Linked DNA regions of Gasterosteus aculeatus: region 2 is linked to region 1. The links are chromatin contacts, called in public Hi-C maps. All regions are on one chromosome and are shown on one strand. Each heading gives the region's core, a stretch centred on a gene start, on an enhancer-like site or on the middle of the called end of the contact. The rest is flanking DNA. Distances are from core to core; before and after follow the strand shown. Region 1 holds the start of rspo2 (R-spondin 2). Region 2 overlaps emc2 (ER membrane protein complex subunit 2).

What was found. A called contact is a pair of places that touch in the nucleus more often than the background predicts.
Region 2: a Hi-C map of skeletal muscle shows a contact between it and region 1, with 2.3 times the contacts expected there. The contact joins the enhancer-like site here to the promoter of rspo2 in region 1. A contact is called at or near these places in 3 of 6 Hi-C or Micro-C datasets (blood and trunk muscle, liver and skeletal muscle).

The regions. Positions count from the first base shown.
Region 1 is chr20:16,242,007-16,247,653 of fGasAcu3.hap1.1, reverse strand. rspo2 (R-spondin 2) reads left to right here and starts at 3,671. Exons shown (of 6, transcript XM_040166367.2): 1 at 3,671-4,235; 2 at 4,499-4,845. The coding sequence starts at 4,746. eif3ea (eukaryotic translation initiation factor 3, subunit E, a) reads left to right here. Exons shown (of 13, transcript XM_040165470.2): 13 at 253-462. The coding sequence ends at 288.
Region 2 is chr20:16,293,712-16,299,737 of fGasAcu3.hap1.1, reverse strand. emc2 (ER membrane protein complex subunit 2) reads right to left here. Exons shown (of 11, transcript XM_040165371.2): 11 at 5,403-5,969. The coding sequence ends at 5,883. Among protein-coding and RNA genes, the nearest start is that of emc2, 20 kb to the right of the region's middle. Within about 2 kb of position 2,272, at least 3 of the 9 cell types and tissues checked have open chromatin away from gene starts, as enhancers often do.

The DNA.
Region 1 (5,647 bases), core at 2,422-4,921:
GCAGAGCACCATTACATCCTGCTGTCCTCAAGGCTACAAATCACTTACATATAGTGAACATTTACTGCCTGCCATCTGGGACGGCGGCTTCGGGTCCCTGTCAGCCCCTCACAGCTAAACGTCACCACTTAACTGCTTGCATATGTGCCTCCCTTTTTCCCCCCATTTACCACAGCCAAAGTGACTTTTGATCGGCCTCCGTGATCTAGAAATGGTCTAATTCCTTGTTCGCTCCACGCTTTCTCTTTGCAGACACCCAACTGGGCCGGTCAGGACTCTGGATTTTAGCCACACAACAGGACGGATCCGCCCCAGTCATCGAGTCACAGCTTCTTTCTTTTCATTTCTTTTGTTTTTTTTGGTTCTCCCCCCCCCCCCCCCCCCCCACACTTGTATCTCAAGCACAGTGCCGTTTTTGCACTTTGTCATCACCAGTTCAATAAAAGTGACCAACGAAACCGTCCCCCCCCCCTCCGCCCCATGTTTGCCTTATTTGTGGACATCGCAAAAAGGCGGTCGAGGTTCTCCGCGTCGGTAACAGTCGATGACGTTTTAATGTGCGCGTCCAGCTGAGGTTGCGGCGTGCGATGCGGCTCATGCGTGCGCCCTGGTGATAAATGGCTGTTTAGTCTGTTGCTTTTATGGCGGGGGGAGGGAGGGGGGGGGGGCAGGCGGAGGTGATGTGCCGAAAGCCGCGGTCACACACTCTGCCAGTCATCCTCCCAGTCTGAGAGCACGAGAGAGCCGTAAAGAACCACGAGCCAGACGGACACAATCCTTTAGAATGCCCCCCCCCCCCCCTGACCAGCGCTCCTCTGGGCTTCAGACCTTCTCATGACTCAGTGCTGCTCACAGACGGGCGGCCATTCCTTCACTTGCCTTTTTCCATATAATTTAATTTAAATGAGGATTAGTACTTAGAAATACACCTGTTTCATTGGGCTCATCACTAAAGGAGGCCACGTATCAGACGATATCACAGAGTGAAGTGAATTCTCTCTCAACTCTTTTGGAAAACAGGAGCCAGCAGACTACCAGACACTTCATTACTGGTGGCCTTAAAAGGAGTACAAAAAAAGGGTGTCAATTTGGGGAATCTAACATTTCTTGATTAAAAAGTATAAATCTCTGACATGGCTCGCATCCATCCATCCATCTTCAAAGCCGCCTCGCCTCTTCATACAGGGTCGCGGGGGGGGGGGGGGTCTGCAGTCACTGCCAGCTAACATGGGGCGAGAGACGGGGTCCAGCCAATCGCAGGACATCGCTCACAGCTTCAGTCAATTACGACTCTAAAGTTTAAGTTCAGAAAAAAGCACACCAGGAGTTGGCAGTGCGGCGCTTGAATTAACAATCTTATTAGAGTGCCGTCCGTGTCAAACGTGTTTTTGCCTCTTTAAGGATTCGGTCCCCGCCTACCCGTACTGAGCGGAGTGTGAGGATTGATTATCGTAAGCTGCGTATCCACCAAGAGGTTTCGACTCTTCGCAGAACTAAAGGTTTTCTTTGGCCCTGGAGAAGGACGAAGGTGGTCACCAGTCTGCAGCCACGCCAAAGAAAGACACACATATAACATGATGCTCTCGGGGGGTTTGATTAATTAGCGACCTAAACGTTCATGTCCTTTCATAAAGTAGATTTACAATAGCCAAAAAAAACAATCCCAACTTGAAGTCCATGTAATATTTTTTTCCAAAGCTTTTGGCAATGCGTATGATCTTCTTCAACAGATGGAGATTTACTGGAGAGGCCTCATAAATGTAAATGTAAAAGTGTCAATATTGGTTTTCCGCTTCACGCTCCACAGTAGTTACTAAATGTGCCCTTTTTAGTGTGAGACGCAGGCAGATCCATCGAGCCAATAAAAGTGTGCTGTAATGCGTCAGCTTTGTTTGTGAATGTCACGTTAAATTATTTCGGGAATTGCCTCTTTCCTTTTCGGAGCCGCAAACGTGGGGAGTTGCTAAGTATAACTTGAACTTTCCCGGTTTTGCCGAACTCTCCTCGAGATTCAAGATGACCGCTGTGGCCTGGAACTTTTTTTTTTCCAATCTTTTTTTTATATATATATATATATATATATACCTTGTAAGCTGTGACAGGAACCCACGCCGAAGACCAATCCGGTCTGGATCCCTGACGTAGCAACTCCCCCCTCATTGCCATTATGGCACCGAGGGCTCCGAGCCAGACCATCCGAATGCTGACGTCACCGGCACTTATGTGCAACTGCAACGGGGGGAGGGGGGGATAAAGTGATTGGTTTACCGGCCCCCGGCCTCCTCCGTGACACATCATGAAAAATAAAAGTGCCGGCGGCCTAAATTATCACGTTCACCTTAACGGGGCACTCTCAAGATGTTGTTTTAGAGCGCGGTCCAAACCGAAGGCCCTGCCTGCGGCTGACAGCCGGCCCGACCGCAGTCACTGCTCTCCGGATGAATAACACACCAGGTCAGGACAAAGGTCACCACAGGTTTTGGCGGGCAAACAACCACCGTCCCAACCTTTTTATTCACGTGCTTTTGGAGGCCCCCCTCCTGCATAATATATCTTTTCTCTTTTCAAAAATAAAAAAACCTTTTCTATTTTGTTAAATGTTGTGTTAAAAGTTTAATTCCAACATGTAAGAATTACGTTCTGTAAATGTTAAATTGGGGAGGTCTGACGAGCATCTGAGATGCCCCCGAACACCACGTGGTTAAAATCCCTTATTACCGTTTCATTATTTTATCCTGTGCAGTGAAAGGCTGTTCTTTACTTAACACTGTGTTGGTGAGGAATAACTGGCATGGCCAATATAATTCACACATGTTTAGAAAAAAAAAAGCAGATTTAGTGCCACACCTAGTGGCTGAAGAGGGTAAAACATTCACCACGTGTATCCTAACGAGGATGGGGACCAGTCACCGATCAATACTAATACAAATACTGATGTTTACAATATTAATAAATTACTTGTATCTGATTGTTGTCCTGCAAACTGTGTTTAACTTCCATAAAACCACCGTGACAGATAATCTGTTGAGTTGGGATCGTCCCGGGGGGGGGGGGGGGGGGGGGGGGTGGGGGGGGGGGGGGCTCTTGGGTCCTTATCCCGTAAGGTAAGTTGCATGATGACGTCGCACGGGTGAGTCAGCGTGAGAGAAGCTCTTTTTATTCTAATTCACGTCCCAACACTTCCAGCCTCCCGGAGGATGATCATTGATTTCGGAGGAGGGGGAGGAGGGGGAGGAGGAGGGGGAGGAGGGGGGAGGAGGAAGAAGAAGTAGAGGAGGAGGCTGCGCGTTGGAAGAGGCGTGACGAGACGGTTGACTCGCGGGGCCACATCATTACGCGCATTATGTAGATAATTGCCTTTTTTGGCGAACCTCTAATTATTCAATCGGGCCAATCCTCTGCGGCAGAAAGCTCAACCAGATAGAATTGTCGAAAAGACGAACTTCAAGCTCGAGTTTTATTTCTTTATCTACAATAGAAATCACTTTCCTTAGGAATTTAAATGAACCTTCCACAAAGGAATATTCTAGGCGTTAAACTATCTCAAAATAAAGTCCCGAAAAGCCCAAACCTCATATCCCCTTAAAAGAAACTCACTAGGACCCGGAGGCGACCTCGCACCGGGCAGTGCGTGGAGAGGGGAGGGTGGGTGGGAGGGAGAGAGGGGGGCGGAGGGAGGGGGTGCTGGGGTGGTAGGGGAGACGAGACTAAATGTCATCCTCAACATCTTAAATACGCGCGCAGTGTCCAAAACCAGAAGGGGTCCAACACGTGACGGCAGCGCGGCTCTATATGAGGAGAAAAGGCAGCAAGCATCAGGACCAGTCGGGAGTCAAGTCAGCGCGCAGGCTCAGCGGACCCGCGCTCTCCGCTCCAGAAAGGAAAAAAGAAAAACACGCACGCAACACATGTGAGTTTGTTTTTCCACCGCTGCGCACGGGACACGGAACCGGACCGGAGTTCCAGTGAGGGAACGCAGGTAAAACGGAATCTAAGGTTTTAGCAGAGAGGAGGAGAGGACACCCCCACAATCCCCTCGCACCCCTTTCCCGAGACCACCTATCTCTTTTTTTTTTCTTCCCCCTTTTTGTTTGCCTCCTTCTCGGACCTCTGTTCCCTTCTGGAGACACAAGTTTGTTCACTCAAAAGAGGGATGCTGCATGTTGCCGAGCCGCACTTGCACTCAGCGGGAACCTAAAAGTGGACGGGAGCGGATTTTGCACTTCTGATGCAAGGTACACACCGACACGTTCTTTCGCGGAGCGTTCCGGCGACTATTACGCACGGGTACACGTTTCTTTTTGGGGCGGTTGGAGGTGGAGGGGCGTCTGGGCAGCGCGCATCGCCTTCGAATCTGTGATCTCCTCCAACGTTTTGGCTTTTTGTTTTTACCCCCCTCCGCCCCCTTTACTTATCACCTCACGCTTCACTGTTTAGGAAGGTGTTGATTTCATTACACTGTTATCTAAGTTAACCTCCTTTGTCATTCTCCCCGCAGCGCACCGGAGCGGACGCTTATTGACCGGAGGACCGGCGCGCTCCATACCATGATCCCGACCGGCGGCCGGATAACACGTCGCATCCCGTCTGATGTTTGACACATTGGAGGATCGACTCAAGAAACTTGGAAGAGGACAATACAAAGTCAGCGAATCCACGCCGAGCCGCGCCGGCACCTTTTTTCTTGCTTTTTCTTTTTCTTTTTTCTTTTAACTGGGAGTCCGAACCAACAGATCGCCGTCCAGATGCAGTTTCGACTCTTCTCATTTGCCCTGATCGTATTGAACTGTATGGAGTACAGCAACTGTCAGGCGCCGTCGCACCGCTGGAGGAGAAACAAAAGAGGTAAGACCGGGTTGTAGCGCGCAGGTCTGCAGGAGCAGCATCCCTCCAGGGTCGGGTGGGGGTGGCGGGGGTGGCGGCGCTCTAACAGATGGCTTTCGGAGAGTTTGTGGGTCACGGGAGGCAACAGTCCTAAACAAGGTTGCCCACGCATCCTGTTAAATGCCCGCGTGCGACCCGAGCGGATGGAAATTTTAGGGTGGGGGGGGGGACAACATTAAAAAAAGATTGATGACAATCAAAGTTTTTATTCAATTAACAAACATGCAGCGGATCTAACACAGAACATTCCAGAAATTCACCTTGAGTTTATTGTATTTATTGTCAGCTACAATGTGGTCTTGCAGCATCATATATGATATATTAATCTCTTAGATGCGAGCTCCCATGTTGCATAACCATTTCACAGCCCGGTAGCTTAACGCGTAAAATGTGCGCAAAATTTGCCACGCGTGTGGCTCTCCAAAAGCCAATATGGAAACACGTTGCGTCATTGGACCGGCTAATTGTATTTTAAACCACGTTGCCAGACGTGTTGTTAATGCTACTTCCCGAAGTTGTGGTCCCAACAAAGGGCTCCCTGTATTATTTACATGTGAAAGTGCTAAAAAAGCTGCTGGTGCGTATCGGTCTATACAGAACTGGCGGCTTAGGGGAGGGGAGGGGAAGGGAGGAGGGTTCGCATTGTTAGGAGTTATTTAGTGAATAGATACGGAACCCTTTTCCTCTGACTTATGAGTTGCACACATCCCCTAAGCTGGTTTTAATTGATCTCATAACCACTTTGAACAGTTGGTAGGAAACC
Region 2 (6,026 bases), core at 1,023-3,522, 53 kb before region 1:
GGACAAAGCGGATCACTGCCAGCATTGATTGTAACGCATTTTGCTTTTTGCAACGCGATCTGCTTTGTCGAATGTGTTACAAGACTGTGGGGACCTTTCATGCAACACCTAAACATAATGTGTGTTTATGTGAAAGGTTTCCAGGACCCAAGAGAAACATGTGGTGAAATTAGAATCTATGGTTTGGCTCTCTGGGAGAACAAAGAAAAAACGTGAGACTTTAGCCAACACTAATAGCTCGGGGGAGGTCACAGGGCCGACTGCCATCTAGATGATCAACTGTGTCCTTTTAATATAGGAAATGTCAAGACTGATATGCAAGAATTTACACGTACTCCGTGATTGAAGAAACGCAATGTTGCCAAGTTTATGCAGCATTAGTGGCTCCATGAATGTGATTTCTTAGTGTTCCTAAAATAGAGCAATGCCTAATTAAGAGATTCTGCTGTCCACAGTCCAGGTGAACAAAATGTCCTTTAAAAGTCTGCAATATAGGTAATGGATTTGCAGCCCGTGCTTTTTGTACTGTGGCATTGATTCCAAACATTACTTTGATTGGGGACCCAACTCATAAACTTATTTTTATTTTGTTTGTCTGTTTTTCTATTTGTCTGTTTGGCCTTACATCACCGTTTCAATTAATCTCTCTGCGTGTTTCTGTTGCTTCCATTATGTGTCTCCAACAGCAAAGAATCCTCCACCAGCAGAACTCTCTCCCCAATTAGCATTTATTAAGTAATCCCTACCTGGAAGTAGTGGAGGAAACTGTCTCCAAGATTTGCATGAGAAGGAGCTGGATGAATAACAAATTCTGTTTGGTTTACACAAAACTCCGTCGATGTCTGAGCAATGCATCTGTGGCTGCCAGCACACTGGAGAAGCACTTTGTCGCTGTGGCGTGGTCCATGCTGTACGAGGTCCAGGCTCTGAGGAGTCTTCGCTGTCTGGGAGATAGAGACTGAGTGGAACCCATCACTATTACCTTGGCTGTTTGTGGTTGTCAGCCTGCCATACCCCTCTTTCCACAAGCAGATGGTGGCATCGCTCACCTGCCAAGTTTACACCGACGAGTGTGTGTGCATGTATGTGTGGGTTCTTGACCGCACACAAAATCGTACGTGGCAATACCACGGTAGAGTTCTTCGCAATCCAAGGCGAATGTCTGGTTGTCTCCCCTTATCTTCTACGAGAGGGTGTTTTCATGTCTATTTGCCAGGAGATCATGTCACAGGGGAGGAGAGTGATGAATCTTGACTGGATGTATATGAGAAGGCATGTAATACGGTAATGCTGCTGCTTGCGGAATGACTCGGCAACTGAACGGCGGGGAAACAAATACAGTGGGAGCGAGTCAGCAGACCACATTGCATGTCAGTATTTCCTGCAGATGTAGACTTCAACCGCTCACTGATGCCATGATTTACACATATCAAACAACACCAGGCCGAGAAGTACTTTTCACTAGGGATGCGGGCGTTTAGTTCATTTCAAACCCTTCCATGTTTGCCAGTTATCATAGTTGAGGAAATTAATAGTGACCAACGACTGCAGAGACAATGGAGGAGACAAACGGCTACCATGAGGATACAGGAACCGGCCAACTGCTAAATTAAACCAGCCATGGGCGCAGCTCATGTGAACACATGTGGATGCAATTAATAACAATATTGCCGGTGATTATTACTAAAAGCAGAATATGTGATGTTCTGTGCATTATGCTGGAGCACAATGGGCCTATATGGCCTCATTCTGTAACAGGTTGAGTCGGGAGCGAACGGCATGCAGTGGGTGAAGAAGTATTTAGACACTTAAAATAAATTAATTTAAAGGAACAATTCAACATTTTGGGACTTACTTATTTTGCTTTTCTTGGTGAGAAGAGTGGTACTACTTAATTTGTAGGCAAAATATGGAATGACAGCTAGCAGCTAGTTAGCTTAGCTCATCACAAGGACCAGAAAAGCGGGAAAAGGCTAGCATGGTTCCGTCCAAAGCTAACCCATCGATCAGCATGCCTAAATCCCACCATTAACAAGTTAGCTGTAGCTTTGGACCATGTAAAACATGTAACTAGGCTGCTAAAGCTGTCATACGTGTCATTTTGGACTAAAAGTACGATTCACGAATAGCATAAAATGGAAGTTGTGCAATAAAGGCACCTCACAACTGCTCCGCGGCCTGCGTGGGCGACTGAGTAACATTCTCCCGCTGACAGTCTGGTATGTGGGTATTTCAAATCCAGAGAAGGAAGTGTTGACACGGCATCAAAGGTACAACGTGGGGGAATATGCGCTCCATTGTTTCCCGTTGGAATGAGGTCTGGCACCTCGCCTTGGAACTGTAGTAAAATAGCGTTCACCATTCCTGTTCCTCTTATCATGTGACAGATGAGATGTCTCGCAATGCCCATGAAATAACATGTTACAGCTTGCACGCATCCATAAATCCATGTAAAGCCTTGTCTGTAACCCCCCCCACTTCCCACACTACATTTACATACTCCAAGGCTCTGTTGCATCCCTCTCGGGGTATAAAATACCCCTTTGTGGTTGCCATTAACAATCACCCAGGAAGCTCAATCAGAAGCCAATTCTGGTTTTCCCTCCTTAATGTAATGTCGGCCCCAGGCCCTGTGTGGGGTGCGCCTGTGCATTCTGGCTGAGAAGACGCCCTGAGAAGGGATTTGCGGTTTGGAAGGCCCGCGCTGGAAAGAACAACTGTCTATTGGAGCCGGCGACTTGCCCTCTCTGTGATTTTGACACATGCCCCGCGCCGTGACAGAGTCTGCAGACAGGACGCAGCCTCGACGTGCGCGGCCGAGGCCGCTGCCAGAGAGCCTGGAGCTGAGAAGCCGGGCGCAACAACCAGAACGGCTCGTAGTGGCCACAGAATATCCTCTGGAAGCAATCGCAGCAGTCTGGAGCCTCCCGGTCAAGAGGTTTAGGAGGACCAGCAAAGCCTTGAGCCAATAGTTAATTCCAAGGGCAAAAAGCGCTTCATACTGTTGAAATTACCACACAGTCCAACTCGCATGCACGCACAAACTCAAGCTGACACTGAGGCATGCCTGCACATTGTCCGCACATTCATAATCACACTTGCATAAGCACTTCTCTCCCTCAAACACAAACACATAATTCTCTCAGGGACGGTCTCTTGCCTTGAGGAAATCATTTTTCCAGCGCCAATGCCCTTGAGGGAAAAAATTAAGTTTGCATTCATGCTGCTGCAATTGTGTAAGGGGAAAAAAATGATGGAATCAACCAGGTGATATTGTACAATGACCACAAAAAATGTGGTAATTATTTTCTTTTATGGGTGTTGACTAATGTCAGGTGTTATTTGACTGATCCAATCTTGCTGCTCCAGTCCCAGAAAAAGGGGAGTGCGGGTCGGTCAGTCCTCGCTCGTAGCCAAAACACTATTTCATCACCAGGCTCTGGACAGGGCAGGATTTAGCGCTGCATGCCTCATCCATCTTTAGCGCTCGAGATGGATGAGCTTAGCTGGAGCCCTGCTCTCCCTTTCCACTCACCCTGGGAAACTTCCCTCGCTCATGGAGCACATTGGCTCCTCCCGCCGTGTCTCGCAGGCCCTCCACCTTCTTGTTCCTACACAGCTTCTCTGTTACACCCGAGCTCGCCAAAATCCACTCCTCTTCCATCTCCACTTTGATCTCCCCAAAAAACCCTGGCCTTTGTGCTTCAATTAACACTGCGAAGCTGCTCTGGGATGAGTCTCCGAGACGGCCTTGGACACTTGTAAATCACCCCCCCCCCCTGCTTTTGATGAACAGGCCGATCGGGTTCTGCTCTTTCCCCCGGTGTAAGCTCATCATCCCGGAGCTCATCCTGTTCAGATAACCTGGCCACCGAGGAGAAGCAAACCCTCTCCGGGAGCTAATCTCCCATGGAATCCAGGATTACGGGCCGCAGTAATAGCGAATCCCCTACACACACTAAACTGATCCGGCAGCTTAGCGGGGGTTAAGGGGGTCCTCTGACCGCCTCTCCTCGGTCTTGTTGGTGCGGCTTTGCTGTCCAGGTATAAGATCTGAGCCACTGGGACAAATGTCAAAAAGGATGACCGGAGCCAGTTGGGACACAAACGGAGAGAGGGGAAGCAGTGAATCGGCGGGGCCCACGCGCCGTTCTTCTTGGCTCAACGAGAGCGCGGCTTGGATTGCGCCGGGATTCCCGAATGATAAATGATGCGTAACGCATCTTTTTCTTCTTCTTGAAATCAGGGTTGCAGACTACCTAGAAATAACAGCACATATTGGTCAAGTTCGCGTGATGTTTAACGCATGACGGCGATGGTCTACTTCCAGGTGCGTAGCGCCACTCATTGCGGACAAAGGGTTTAAAAGGCTAAAGTTCTTTATCCAGACTACAGATGGCACTATTGCCTCAGCGTGTTTGGCACCGATATGTCATGACACCTTCTGTTCCCCTTTTTACAGGTCCATAAAGACTTGTACGCCAATATTTGCACACGGCCTTTGAAACACAGTTTCTCCAAATCACACAGCTTTCCGCCTGAAACTCTTCAAAAAAGGAGCTAGTTAGCCTCAGCCCTTTTTCTCTAAAAATAACCAAAGTCAGTTTAGGCTCAAACATCCCCTGGTCTTCATTGGTTGGGTCGGACTGGAGGAGAAAATCAAACGCAGACTCATGTAGCCACTGACCAAGGCCAGAGTATTAAAACACTTGACAATAAAGGTTTCCATATTAGGCTTTGACCGCTTTCCACTTAAGAGCGGTCAAAAAAAATGTAAGAAATAAAGAAAAAACATTCAAGTTCTCACGGGCCGCAGAGTGAAATTATGAGACGATTTCTACAACTTAATAAACAAAATAAATGGATGCAACAGCTGACATTGCACGGGTGAGCGACCACCTTTGATGATCACTGGCTTCCCCGTGCGAGCCCAGTGAACAGCAGGGGAAGGCGGCGTTGCCTCCCACAGCACTCAAGCGTCTTTCTCTTCGCCGCCTGTCACACGGGTTCGGATCCACGAATATGATGGGTTTTTTTCTTTTTCTTTCCATCTTGTTGCGTGTAGATTACTGGCAGCGCCCTCTGAAGCGCTCTGAACTGAAATGACAGAGGTGTTCTGCAGTGTGCGGAAGTTGGTTCAGCGGCTGTCTACGGTAATTGAAAGGCAGGATTTTGCAGCTGGAATCGGTGGGAAAGAAGAGGCCCCCGTCTGATGCCCCTGTTGTTACCGCATCCGCCTTCTCAATGACAAATGTCTCTCATCCTTCTCCGGGATAATTACGCCGGGTTCAAATGGGACAATAAGTGTCACTGCTGTGTTCGTCAATGAATGGAACCCCCTCACCTGAAAAAAACAACGATAGACTAACTCTTCTGTTACAAACAGCCATTAAGAAAATGTGTTGGTAATCAGTTCTACTTTTATTAAAACATTTTAGAAGATTAAGCAAAAAAAAATGATCAAAGATACTTTACAGCACAGAAACAGTAAAGGACCCAGTGCAGACAGGTAGCGTCTCCACATGGTCTCTATAAATAGCTCATCTTTTCTGCTCACACAGCTATAGCCTTGATGTGGATTTACTAATTAGTGATATAGGTTAGAAAAGAGACAATCCAGTCACACAGGGAATCACAGCTGGGTTAATATTAAGTACAACATGTTTAAATAAATTGAAATACTTCTAATCCGCTGTTGCGTGTTCCAGATGGGTGAGGAAATCTTGAGTCAAACCAATGTCTTCCATCGTCCAGAGAGGGAAATAAGAATAATCTGTTAGAGATCTGGTTCTGGTCACATTGCAAGGCTGTTTGAGCTGCCGTGTCTCTCCAAGTGGTCGTGTGGGAACAGGAGGGCGGGAGGGAGGCGGAGACGAGGTCGCCTAGGACATGGTGATCTGCATGGACTCCAGCATCTCCTCCACCGCCTTCATGGAGCATTTGCTCTCCTTGGTCCCGTGACCGGCCAGCTGCACATCAGAGAGGGAAGGTGAAAGAGAGACATCGGGTGGGGGGGAAAGGGAGAG